Regions from separate parts of the Rattus norvegicus genome. Here region 1 is linked to region 2. The links are chromatin contacts, called in public Hi-C maps. All regions are on one chromosome and are shown on one strand. Each heading gives the region's core, a stretch centred on a gene start, on an enhancer-like site or on the middle of the called end of the contact. The rest is flanking DNA. Distances are from core to core; before and after follow the strand shown. Region 1 holds the start of Taok3 (TAO kinase 3). Region 2 holds the start of Wsb2 (WD repeat and SOCS box-containing 2).

Region 1 (6,848 bases), core at 947-3,446, 230 kb before region 2:
CAGCTGTCTCTTCTCCAAAGGATGAGGTCACCTTCCTGTGTGTGCTTGGACGTGTGTGTGTGTGTGTGTGTGTGTAAGCTGTTGAATCGCATGTAAACTATTTGCACTCCACCACCATGTGGGATAACAGCTCCCAATTGGTAATACTATTCATAAAGCAACAAAGACAATGGGTATCATTGTTTTGAACTCAGAATCCATTGATACAATGAAACGAAAGAGTTGGGTTTGTTACTAAATAGTTGCAAGAAGCTGGGCCCCTTTCACTGTAATCTTGTTTGTGTTTAAGTGTTATTTCTGTCTCCCTGATTACAGACAGCCAGGGTTAATATTCGTGCCTTTCTGTTTCGCACCGGTTACAGAGACACAAACAGTTGGATGATGACAATTTGCTTCCATGAAGACTGTAGAGCTGGCCCAAGGAGTAGGTTCCTAAGTGCTCCTTAGCGAAGAGGGAAGATCGACTTTTCAAAATCCCTCCTGACTTTGGGCTCCACCAAATTTCATCATGGCCTGTAAAACCTAAGTGTCCTTCAAAATCAAGTTTCGCTCCTTAAAGTCCTCCACCACTTCTCCCAAATAGGGTACTCAGTCAGACCACCCGGATGAAGTTTGATATGCAAACAACGTTTAGGATGCAAATTGCTGGAGGATACAGGAGGGGGGGGCACAAGCGAGCAGTTTTTTTTTTTTGTTTTGTTTTTGTTTTTTTTTTTTTTTACATGTTTGAGTCTCTAGGTTCAATCCCCAGTACGTTTAAAAGAAAAAAAAAAAAAAAAAAATAGGCAGCAGCAAGGCAGGGGCAAGCAGATCCCTATGAGCCCAAGGCCAACGGATCCCTACAGAGAGTTCTAGGCCAGTAGGCTATCCTGGGCTACATAATGAGAGCCAATCATATCTCAATTATATCTCCGAAAGATAGATAGATAGATAGATAGATAGATAGACAGACAGACAGACAGACAGATTTTTTTTTTTTTTTTTTGGAGCTGGGGACCGAACCCAGGGCTTTGCGCTTGCTAGGCAAGCGCTCTACCATTGAGCTAAATCCCCAACCCCAGATAGATATTTTTGAAGTAGAGCGTTGACTAGGAGTTGAATGTCTACGTCCAATGAGACTGACGGTGAAAATGTGTCCCTGCAGAAAACTGCTTTGAGCTTTCACGGTCAACTGAAACAACCTAGCCATTTCCACAAAAATATAAGACAGGTCCTGGTGTACTTTAATCTCTGGCAAGCACTATGTTTCAGCGTGGCTTAGGATACAGCCAGGTTATTGCAGGTTGCAGTTGGGGTCAAAGCTCACCAGCCTTCGCCTTTTCCGCCTTTGGGTTATTAAAGCCTGTGGCCCTGAAAGATTAAGTTGGATATGTTTGCTGGAGTTTTGCCAAAGCCCACGTGGTCCCCCTAGACCCAACTCCTCGTCTAACAGTTGTAGTCAAAACTCACAAAATGAGTATTTCTTTTTTTTCACCCTTTCTTTCTTTCTTTCTTTCGTTCTTTCTTTGTATCTTTCTTTTTTTTTTTTTAACTTGACTATTGAGACAAGGTCTAGCCAGATACCCCAGACTGGGTTCAAACTTGAGGCGACCTTCCTGCCTCTGCCTACAGAGTATTGGTATTCACATGGCATCCACTTTAAAATGTGCCCAGACCCCGTTAAGCACTTAGCTGGGTCCACACTTTTTGTTTTTCTCTAGCAGTAAACTGAGGTCCACTGAACGCAAAGCAAGGAAACGCAATTCCCCGGTCTGCGAGCAGGAAATATTGACAAGCGCCAGGCGGAAAGTGTCCCTTAAGGATGACCAGGAGCTGTGAAAAATCCAGCAAGAGACCCGGTCGACCTCACGAGCTCTCCCAAGGTGGTCTCCCAAGACAAGCCAAGGCGTGAGGAAAATAGCCACGAACTTTGACCCTGGCGCAGCACAAACAAGGCTGACCGCGCCCGAAGAGAGCCACCCGTAACCCAAGTGCAGAGAGCTTCCGCGATAGAGAAAGCCCCGCCCATTTAGCGCCGCCCACAGTCAGCTCCGCCAATCCCCTGGATCCATCGACCGCTCTGGTTTCTCAGGCAAGAGTAATCGAACGCCTATATGCGGCCTGGACCCGGAGAGCGGCGATCAGGGAAGGTCAGTAGAGAGCCTATCAGAGCATGGCTGTGGGCGGAGTCGGTGGGCGGGGTCGAGTGGGGGCGGGGCGCGCTCCGCGCAGTCGGGTGCGATTGGTCACCCCTGGCGGAGCCGCACCTCGGACAGCAGCAGCGAAGGCAGCCTAGGGTCCTGCGTGGAGAGTGAGGCGCAACGGGGACTCGCGGGCGGAGGCTGCGCGTGGGGACCCAGCACGCGAAGACCCAGCACGAGAGCGACTCCGGGCACCAGTGAGAGGAGGCGGCGGCGCCGGGGCCGCGGCTGACAAGCGCTGAGGTGAGAGCGCGGGCGCCAGAGTGACAGCCCGAGTCCCGGCGCAACGGCCGCGAGCATCCCGGGAGCGGAGTTGCTAGCGGTTCTACCAGTGCGCCAGAGGACCGGGACAGGGAGTGAGGAGGGGACCCCGAGAGGGACCGCGGGAGAGTGAGAGGACCAGGATGGGAACAGGGACAGTGGGATGAGGAGTGAACTCCGAGGGGAATGCGGTGAGCGAGGAGACCCGACGAGAGATGGGGAAAGCTGGATGAGGAGGGGACCGAGGAATGCCGCGGGAAGGCAAGGGGACCCCAAGACAGGACAGAGCAATGGGATTAGCGAGGCGACTTGAAGAGGGACTCGGGGCCGTGGGATAAGCGGGAGAACTCCGGAGGGACTGCGACCTACCCTGGAGTGAGCGAGGAGATCCGCCCCAGATGGACCGGTGGGAAAAGCGGACGGGATCCAAAGAGGGGCACTCGGAGGGGCCGGGACTGCAGACTGAACAAGTTGACTTGAGAGAACCCAGGCAGCGGGGCGAAGGAAGGGGACCCTAGAGGGACCGAGACAGAGAGTGAGCAAAGGAGACTCCAAGGGAGGCGAGGGCAGTGGTCCTGAAACTGTGCCCTCGCAATGGAAGGCAATAGGGCAGCTGAGTGAAGGGAGGGGTCCCCAAAAGGGGCCAAGACAGATGAACCCAGAGCAGGGATAGACAGCACCCAGAGTCCAGGGAGAGCGGGTAAGTGAGGTACCAGAGAACTTGCGGAGCGTGAGCATGGGCTTCTGACCTCGCAGCCAGGCTCCTGGGGAAAAGCACCGGGAGCCTGGGTCCCAGTGGCGTTGAGTGGAGACAGCAGCAATGCTGACACCTGGACGACACTGATGTTCCACTTCTAAGAACCCGAGGTCTCCCTGAGGGTTGAGTTCCGGGACGCTGGAAGGGGGATCATGTTATGGGCCCGGGAGTGAAAGACATGGATCCCAAGGGCTGGCCAAGGGCTAGCCAGACGATTTGTAGAGATTAGAGCTGCGCTTCACCTCTTCCAAACAGCAGGCTGGCTTCCCATCGCTTTCCTAAAAGTTCGATCTGGGGGTTCCTCAATGACGTATCTGGGGGAAAACCAGAAGGGCTTGCTTCTGTTCACCCCATCCCAAGTAGTTGGAGGGAGGGATCTCTTAGAAGAGCCTTAGGTTAATTAGGATTTTTTTTTTTTTTTTTTTTTTTTTTTTTTTTTTGGAGCTGGGGACCGAACCCAGCGCCTTGTGCTTGCTAGGCAAGCGCTCTACCACTGAGCCAAATCCCCAACCCCTAGGATGTTAATTTTAATGCTCTTAAAAAGCACCGGGTCCTTGTTGTTTCAGTTGTAGCTTTTCTCTTCCACTCCACAAGGAGTTAAGAAACTTTTCCCCCTGTTTGGCAGCCTGTCCCTATCAATGTTTACAGTGCACACTTAGGAGAACCAGAGCAGGTTTGTAGTTAGGGCTGTTTAACTTTGATGTGCTAGACACAGTTGGAAGGTCACACTCAATTTTTCAAAACAGTTGCCGGGGCCAGTAAAGGAACAGCACTTTCTAGGCAAGCTGAGGGGCCATGTATGTGCATTCAAAGCAGACCCTGTAAGTCTATCTCAAGGTGGCTGGACAAAGAGCTGAGGCAATAGAAGGGGGGAGAGGGGTTGAAGGATAGCTTTCTACTCCAATGAATGTGAAAACAATATGACCCCAATGTTGGCATAGATTGTCATGGCCCCAACCCCCTCTGGATGCTCCCCCAATGCCCAGTGCCAGCATATATTGTCATGGCCCTAAAGCCCTCTGGATGCTCCCCCAACGTTCCTGTTCGGTCATCAACTTTATATTTGAAGACTTTTAGGACTCGTGATTATATTTTTTCCTCTTAAGTTATTTTGGGGAGAGGGTAGTATTTACAAAGCAATGAGCTTTCATCATGACATTTCCTTATGTGGCTTGTACTTCAGATTTTTTTTAAAAAAATCCTCTTCTCTGTTTCTAATGCTGTTTCTCTTTCTTGCTGTTTTATTCATTTTTTTTTCTAGGAACTTAAGAAATTATGATTTTAGGGTAAAAATGGAGAATGTGACTAATATTCCATTTTGGTTGCTTAGATGTCTCCTCTGGGTCACATTCAGAGTGTGTGGTGTTTGAAACCCTTTGACTGGGTATGACAGCAGGACTCAGGATGCCGAGACAGGATTGTTTTGAGTGAGAGGCTAGCCTGGGCTATGTGGTACCGAGCCAGCCTGGGCTCTGAGACTCTATCTCAAAAGACTGAAGAAATGTTTTGCCCTGAGTTTAGCACTAGACAGTGGGACCCAAAGTATACTGCATTATTCCTAGTAGACAAAATGTAGGGTTGGGCTAACAAGCCCAAAGCCGTGGGCTTGGTCCCCAGGACAACAGCAAAAGGAGAGGCTTGCCTAGATCTGCTTTTGGTTTGTTTAGGTGTAGAGAGAGAGAGCATCAAAGCCAGGCCAATGCCCGGCAAGTGACCTTCCCACTGGACCACACTGCCAGCCTCCATGTCATTTCTGTCTAAGATCAACCACTCTGAAAGGGTTTCCAGCAGGGCAGTAGTAAATGAAAGGCTTGCTCTATCAAGGCAACTCTGACGCTTCGAGCGAAGAGGCAGGTGCGATGCCGGGAATCCCACCCTCTAGGAATCCACCCCTGAGAAACTCAAGTGATCCTGAGAACAGAACCAGCCACAGCAAACACAGGTCTTTTTGTTTTGTTTTGTTTTGTTTTTTTCAGAATTCATTAAAGAAGTAAAGTTACGAAAGGTGGAGTAGAGGGATGGGGAGGGGGTTGGGGTGAGGGGATTAGGCTGGTTAACTCCTGTGTCTATTCATCCTGGGGATAAGGCATGAGGGGCTCCTGAGGGGATCTGAGTCCTTCCAGGAAGTTCTAGAAGTGTCTGACCATGAAAATGTTTTCTCCTGTCTTGTAAGCTCACGTCTGACCGGTGCGAATGGTCATATCTAAGGGCAAAACAATAAATGTATTTCCTTGTATGAAAAGGAAGTGCCTCGCTTCTCTCCTGAGTCATCACCTAGGTAGCCAAGGCAGCCTCTTTATATTACGGTGTTGACCCAGGGATGGTTGGAGACAGAGGAGGGAGTAAAATTCTTATTGATAAGAGGAGTCCGTAATGCTCTTCCCTGGGGAGGGGGCGTGAGGGGGAAGGGATGTGTGCGAGATCTTGATATGTTTGTTCATTCAGGAGGCTTGTCTCCTGCTTAAAAGCTACAAGAGATTTAGATGAGCACTTGCACGTCCTTCTTCACCTTAGTCTCGGGCTAGCCGGAGCCCAGGAAACCTAATAGCCCATTTTACACTTTCCTTACCACTCGAGTCCTGTACAGTCGATCCATTGTGCTCTCGTGGCTGCCTGGCTATCTAGCGTGGCTTAGCAGGCAATCCAACCTGGACAAGCTTCTTCATTGCTTGCCAGCATTCATAAACTCACAGGTCTTCCGTAGATCAGGGTGTAGGAGTGGAGCAGGAACCGGAGAGCTGACGCAGGAAAATCACCAAGTCTTATTTGCGGGCGTGTGTTACATGCAGACCCATTTTCCCTTCAGAATGAATGTTCTGCCGGTTCAAATTTCTTTCTTCTCTCCCAAAAGGAACACACACACACACACACACACACACACACACACACACACAATGGTGGTTTGTATATGCTTGGCCCAGGGAGTAGCACTGTTAGTAAGTGTGGCCCTGTTGGAGGAGGTGTGGCCTTGTTGGGGGAGGTGTGGCCCTGTTGGAGGAGGTGTGGCCTTGTTGGAGTAGGTGTGGCCCTGTTGGAGGAGGTGTGGCCCTGTTGGAGGAGGTGTGGCCTTGCTGGAGGAGGTATGGCCCTGTTGGAGGAGGTATGGCCCTGTTGGAGTAGGTGTGGCCCTGTTAGAGGAGGTGTGGCCCTGTTGGAGGAGGTGTGGCCTTGTTGGAGGAGGTGTGGCCCCGTTGGAGGAGGTGTGGCCTTGTTGGAGGAGGTGTGGCCCTGTTGGAGGAGGTGTGGCCTTGCTGGAGTAGGTGTGGCCCTGTTGGAGGAGGTGTGGCCCTGTTGGAGGAGGTGTGGCCTTGCTGGAGGAGGTGTGGCCCTGTTGGAGGAGGTGTGGCCTTGTTGGAGGAGGTGTGGCCTTGCTGGAGTAGGTGTGGCCTTGCTGGAGTAGGTGTGTCACTGTCTGTGTGGACTTTAAGACCCTCATCCTAGCTGCCTGGAAGCCAGTACTCTACTAGCAGCCTTCAGATGAAGATGTAGAACTCTCAGCTCCTCCTGCACCATGCCTTCCTGGATGCTGCCATGCTCCTGCCTTCATGATTATGAGCTGAACCTCTGAACTTGTAAACCAGCTCCAATTAAATGTCGTGCTTATAAGAGTTGTGTTTGTCATGGTGTCTGTTCACAGCAGTAAAACCCTA
Region 2 (6,819 bases), core at 2,771-5,270:
AAGTAGTGGGTGATGACGTCAGCTTGAGATGCCTAGGTTCTGGGGATTTTTTTATTATTTTTTTTAAAATTTCATCTAAACGTTCTGAAGTCAGGGATCTTCTAAGGGTGCAATAAGTCTGTGCTAACCATGAAAATCTGACTTGAAATTTGCATTTTATATTTTGTGCACATCCCGCTCAAACAGGACATGATCTAAGGCTTTATGGACCTCCTAACGCTGGGGCCCAAGATTCCTGAGGAGTCTGGTTAACAGAAGTACCTGCACGGTGGGGAGGGGCTCTCTGTTCTCTCTGAGTGCAGGGACTGCAGTGAAGAAACCACTCCTGGCGTGGCCCATCCATTGGAGCCCTTGGGAATAGCTGTGAAGTGCAGTTCTCTTGCTTTGTGGTGCCTCAAGCACTGGATCCATCACTCTGGATCTTTTCATTTCACAGCGGGCTACTCAGGTTGCCATCAGTCCTGGGAGCTGGCCTTTCCTTTGAGGCCCCATGATAGAGTTTCTGAGTTTGTCTGTGGCTCAGAGGCAACTTTAAAAGAGAAGTCAGATGGGAAGTTGCTAGCTGGGAACAGGGTGAACGTTCGTGAGATCACTGGGTGCTTCCCACAGCTTCCTCTCGTGCACACACCTGGTGGCAGGAAATGTTTGAGGGTTTTTCCACTAGCATATGGGAGCTTCAAGGGCTTGGTGCCAAATGCTGTTCTGATACCCTGGCCAGTTATCATTGTCGCTTTTCTTAGCCTGTGTGCACATTTATAAAATGGCAGGTTCACATAAGAGCCCAGGCACTCAAGGGCTTTAAGGACTTGTGAAAAACTGGAGCCCACATTCCCTCTTTCCCTTAGTGAGATCCATACCCAGATCTCAAGGCATTATAGATAAAGGTGTTACATGGGAAAGTACAACTTGTGTGTTGCTCTTTAAAAAAATAATTCTTATCTGCACACATTAGTTAACTCAAGAGATCCACTTGTTAGAAGTAGGAAGAAAACCGCCTCATGGTCGTTTTAATCACATTGATTTCCCTCAAAATCCAGTAGTCATGGGAAACGGGCTCTGCACGCCTGTGGCTTTGGCATTAGCTCCATTTCTCACAATCATAGAAGGACGCGTCATCTTCACTGGGTACGGCTTTGTACACTAAGTGCCAATCGCATTTCTCACCACAGGACTGCCTACCGGCCGCTGCAAAGGAAAACCGCAGGCGGTTCAACGTGGTTGACCTTACCATTTCAAAGGGGAAATTTGGGAGGAATTTAGTTCCAAGGTTATAAATTTTTAAGACTTTGGAATAAAGAATAAAGTTACTTTTTTAAAACATATATTTCAGTGCTCTCGACTTATGCCTTACTAGTGGGTGTAAAGAACGGGGGTTCACACCAGTGCCTGTAATCCCTGCACTTGGGAAGTTGAGGCAGGATTGGGGTGATTTAATACAGCCTAGGCTACAGAATGAGACCTGGTCTAAAAACCAAGCAGCACCAGGTAGCCAGGTGACTCGACTGTAAAGGTGACTAACAAGCCTGAATTCAATCTCTGGGACCCACGTGGCTGACGAGAACCAATTCCCATAAGTTGTCCCCTGATGTCAAGCATACCGTGGACCCCTCAACTAGCTGCATACACACACGAGATAAATAAATGGGCATGTAAAAACCCCTTTGTAAAGAGTGCTGAAAAGGCGGTTTTATTTTGCCCCCATTACCACTTTGTTTTCCATGACTTGTGCACATTGAGTGCCTAAGTACAGGAAAGGGTGTAGCTCACCAAGCGTGTTTATTAACTACATGTGGGTTCAGTCTCCAGCACCTCAAAATAGAAACAAACCAAATCATTAAAAATGAGACTTTGAAGACATCAGGAAACGGACATCTGGGAGATGAAGCAAAGAAAGGAGGGTCTGGAGGGATGGCTCAGGAACGGGGCCCTGATTGCTCTTCCAGGGGACCTGGGCTTAATTTCCTCTGCCCACGGGACATCATTTGTCGATCAGTTCCAGGGACTCCAATGTCCTCTTCTGGTCTCCGGAGACCCCACAAGCACGTGCAGACCGAGACACATGCAGATAAAACCACCCAAACACATTAGGGATAATACCATTGGCCTCTGCAGTGTGTACTAATGGAGATCACTGAAGAGAAAATGGTGGAGGTGGGGAAACAAGGCAGGTTAAAAAGAACTGGAAAGGGTAAGTCTGAAGAATAGAATTGGGATCTAAGGAAATCAAGGACATCAGAAATAAAAACGGTAACCTGTGGCTGAGGGTGGGGAACAAGCCATGTTTATAAAGAAATGACTTTACATACCAAAAGTGAATGGGGGAGCTGTTAAGTAAAAATGGAGGACAAGAGAGAGGACAGGCAAGTAGAAAACATAAATGAACATGGGTGGGTGAGTGGATGGGGGGTGGAGATGTCCTCAAAACAGACAACTGGTAAACCTCGGATATATTCTGAGAACTGGGTCATAGAATAGTATGCCTGGACTAAAAGCTAAGAGGAAGAGAGAACCATACAAATGCAAGAATGTAGAGGCAAGGTTTCAGACTCACAAAACATGGAAGAGCGATGACTAAACCCATCACTTTTCCTTCCCTGGCTCCACATTAGAAAGAAAGAAATCCATGACTCAAAAAGGAAGGAAATAGGAAGATTGAACTTTGAGAAAGGTCCGGGCTGGGAACAGGAAAAGGGACTGGAGCGACCTTGAGTTTGGGGGTGGGGGTGCTGACAGGAGACTACCAGGGGAAACTCCAAAGCCAGGAACAACTACAGGAACCAAAGCAACTATTAAAACCCCCTTTTCTCCTACCCTGGCTCCAAGTTAAACCCACCTGACATAAACAGGGCCAGGACCAAGACACCACCGTCTGAGGACATTCGGAGGAAAATCTCGGGGGGGGGGCGGGTTTGGGGACGTCCCCTGTCGTCCCTCCCCTTGGCTTTTCCAGGCTGGACTCTCCAGCACTCCTCCCTCTCCAGGCTGTTGTCAAGGCCAGCATTCCGGCTCCCACCTGACCCCCAGTTCCCAGCACCCCAGCATCATGATCCCAGCAGCTTCCCTGAGCCTCGAGATGTCCCTTAGGTTTCTCCACGCCATCCCCAGTCCTTGGCTCCCATCTTTACTGGAACTCTAGGCTTCCACTTTAGATGCTGTCACATCTCACACCCCCATCCTGCCCGGCCTCGTGTTTTAGTCCCGCGTCGCATCAGCTTCGCGTTCCCCCAGCCCCGTGTCTTAGTTCTCCGCCCTCCTCCCACACCCCTCCACTCTCACGTTCCCTTAGCCCGGTGTTCCCGGCGCTTCGTGGTCCCTCGCACGTCCTCTCAGCCTCCCGCCTGCTCAGCCCAGTGTTCCCCGCACCTCGTGTCCCACCAGCCCTACGTTCCCCTCGACCCGGTGTTCTCCCGCCTCATGTCCCCTCAGCTCCGCTTCCACCAGCCCAGCGTTCCCCCGGGCTCCGAGTCCCATCAGTCCGGCGTTCCCTCGGCTTCGTGTCCCCTCTGCACCGTTTCCTCTCGGCCCGGTGTTCCCCCGGCCACGCGTTCCCCCAGTCCCACATTCCCTCGACCCCGCGTCCCTTCAGTCCGGTGTTTCCCTTCCCCCACCTCGCTTCCCCTCGGCCCAGCGTTCCCCTCCGAACGGCGTTGCCCCGGCCCCGCATCCCTTCAGTTCCCCGGGCCCCGTGTCCCCTCAGCATCACTTCTCCTCGGCTCGGCCTTTCCCTGGCCCCGCTTCCCTTCAGTCCGTGGTTCCCCCTCGCCTCCCGTCCTCTCGGCCCGGCGTTCCCCCCAGATCGGCGTTCCCCCGGGCCCCCGTTCCCCGGCCCACCCGCCACCTCCGCAGCCCAGCGTACCCCTGCGCGCTCCCCGCCCCGGCCCCGCCCCCGCCGGCCACCATGTGACGGGAAGCAGCTGATGGCCTCTGCGGGCGGCGGCGGCGGCGGCGGCGGGCGCGGCCGCGGCGGGGCGGGGGCGGGCGGCGCGGGCGCGGAATGAAGGCCCGCGGCCCTGGGGGCTGAGGCGCCCGCCGCCTGGGGCGGGCCGCGCGTCCTCATGGAGGCCGGAGGTGAGTGCGGGGCGGCGACCGGGGCGGGAGCGCAGCTTTGTTTCACTTTCGCTGACAGCAGCGTCCGCCGGCCTCCTGCCGCCGCGGGGACCGGAGAGGGCGGGCGGGCAGACGGCCGCATTCCCCAAGCCCACTGGGAGGACGCCGGGCCCTGGTCGTCTGCGGCATTGCCGGGCTCCTGGCCTCAGCGCCCACCCGGGCTCGGTAGTAGCGGCGGCCGCTGGGTGGGTGTCTGGGAACGGGGTGGGGCCCGGGAGACTTCCCCGGGGTGACACGTAGGACCCGACACCCTAGTGGGTGAGGTCCAGTCCTGGCCCTGCCCTTGTCCACAGCTGTCACCACGAAAGCTCAAAGTGAGAGCATGGGATGAACTTGCTGGCCGCCTGGAATGCGCAGAGATGCTAGGCATGGTTAGACCTGCAGCACCTCCCCCCTCCGGGGGGCTTCTCCCCGAAGGACCCTTGTCCCCGCGATCTGCTCACGGAATAGTGGTGTGGGGTTGGGGGGGCCTGATGCCAGACTCCAGGGTTCCCAAATACCCGAACTTAAAGGCAGTTTCCATAGGGGAATTTTAGGAGTCAAGGCCTAGGGCTCAGACTTGTTCCAGTGAAGTAGAAGCTTTCCCTAGGTCTGGAGGACTTGGATGCACCCGCTGGCTTGTAGTGCCGGGTGGGTTGTTTGAAAGGAGGGTATTCCCTGGAGTGGTGTCCCCTTTGCATTTAGGAAATGACATTTCTTTGTTTGCAGGAGCCAGGCTTTCAGGGAAAGGTGTCACGGCAGCTCTTCTCCGGGTTTCCGTCTAGATTGTCTAGATTAAACCTTTCAGTATCTTCCCCATAGAATTCTGTTTAAATGGCCCCTACTGTTTTCTTCTGTGACTCTTTTTATAGCTTCCGTTCTCATTTCTATTGATGCCTCAAAAGTTGTATCCCAAAGCAATCTGTGATCAGACTCCTTTTTAAATAGGAATCTGTTCCAGTGCAGGTTTTTCCTAGTGATTGACGGTTGTGTTGTAGGGGTGCTGCCAGCTCCTGTTAAAAAAGGCCGGACACTAGGCTAGAGTTTTACCCTCTTTTCAAACTTAATAATGTCTATTGTAAAAGGATTACAATAGAAAACAGTAGAACGGTGGTTATAATTAATTTATTCATTCAACCAATATTTATTGAGAATCTGGTATGTTCCGGGTATCCTCTAGGTCCTTGCTGGCCCACAGTAATATAATAGCAATATGTAATTTTAAAAAAGAAACAGTTGAAATTAAAAAGGATAACATCTGAAATATTTCAAATTGGTTCATTTATGTGATGAAACAAAAATTATAGGAATGTTTTGGAGACTGAAGAATTTTTGTGTGGGCGTTTTTTTTTAAACTGCCAGTATGTCTGCACCACGTGGTGCGTGCAATGCCTGAGGGGCCCAGAAGAGGGCGTCGGAGCCTTTGTACCAAGTTACAGATGGTTGTGAGCGCCAGGTGATTCTGGGAATGGAACAGTAAAACCGCTTATAGACTTTAATAGCTGAGCCATCGCTACCACTGAGTTTTTACAGCGTGGTGTGTACTTTATACTTTTAAAAAGCTATTCTTAGATTTACTTTTTTATATTTTACGTGTGCGAGTGTTTGGCCTGCACGTATGTCTTTGCACCTGATGCCCGCAAAAGCCAGAAGAAGGCATCAGATCCCCTGAAACAGGAGTTACAGACAATTGTAAGCTACCACTCGGGTGCTGGAAATTGAGCACAGGTCCTCTGCCAGAGTAACAAGTGCTCTTTTTTTTTTTTTTTTTTTTTTTTTTCCCCGGAGCTGGGGACTGAACCCAGGGCCTTGCGCTTGCTAGGCAAGCTCTCTACCACTGAGCTAAATCCCCAACCCGTAACAAGTGCTCTTAACGGCCGTGTCATCTCTCCAGTTCCATGTGTTATATTCTTAACAGATCTGCCACACTTCGGGTGCTCAGGAACTGCTTGTGGCTGGTGACTAGTGACAGACAGGCAAGGTGGTTTGAGGAGGAAGTAGACCCCAGATGCACGCTAACCACACATGCAACCCAGAATCCCCTAGTGTAAAGAAAGCTAAATGACAGTGCCTTAGTTGCCCTGGTGAGTTAGGAATGTCACCAAGAAGGTGACAGGGACACAAAGCCCTGCAGTTATGATGGAGCAGCCAGTCAAAACTCTCCAAGCTGACGGAGGACCTAGCAGTGCAAAGGTCCCCTGGCAGGAAGCAAGGATCACCAAGCTTGCTGCCGGCCGTGTTCCTGCCTCCATCTCTGTGAAAGGGGGTTTCCTTGTGGGGAAGAGCCTTTGATAAATCTCCTTCCATTCTGCCTGACTGTACATACCCTTGTTTAGTTGGAAAGCCTGGAAGGGTTAGGGGAATGTTGGTCAAAGCTTACAGAACTTCCTTTACCTAGGATGATGCTACAGTTAATAACAGTTATGTTCGTGAAAATCGCTGTCAGGTTTCCCAGAGAGCCCTCACTGAGAAAAGTGCTAAGGGCGTGAAGGAGTACATACGGTCATTAGCTTAACTGAGCCCTCACTCCTGGGAGTCAGCCTTCCCTGGTATCCATGTGCCACTGGGTGTCCAGAAAGTGTGCAGTGCGTAGTAATGTGAGAAGCTCCAACCCAGCCACACAGGGCCATGCAGGTACACTTCAGATGAAGCTGGATCACCCCAGTTCTGCTTGGTTTGTTTTGAAGTTCTGCACTAATTATGGTTTTGTTTTCCAGTAGCCAAGTTTAGTTT

What was found. Hi-C and Micro-C count contacts between places; a contact is called where the count stands out from the background.
Region 1: a contact with region 2 is called in a Hi-C map of frontal cortex, with 1.9 times the contacts expected there. The contact joins the promoter of Taok3 here to the promoter of Wsb2 in region 2. A contact is called at or near these places in 2 of 12 Hi-C or Micro-C datasets (frontal cortex and psoas muscle) and 1 of 1 datasets of contacts at active chromatin or transcription factors (oligodendrocytes).

What each region holds. Positions count from the first base shown.
Region 1 is chr12:45,129,787-45,136,634 of GRCr8, reverse strand. Taok3 (TAO kinase 3) reads left to right here and starts at 2,196. Exons shown (of 22, transcript NM_001024254.2): 1 at 2,196-2,423.
Region 2 is chr12:44,896,675-44,903,493 of GRCr8, reverse strand. It overlaps Wsb2 (WD repeat and SOCS box-containing 2), which reads left to right and starts at 4,020. Exons shown (of 9, transcript NM_001007616.3): 1 at 4,020-4,068. The coding sequence starts at 4,056. Vsig10 (V-set and immunoglobulin domain containing 10) reads left to right here. Exons shown (of 11, transcript NM_001271336.1): 11 at 1-546.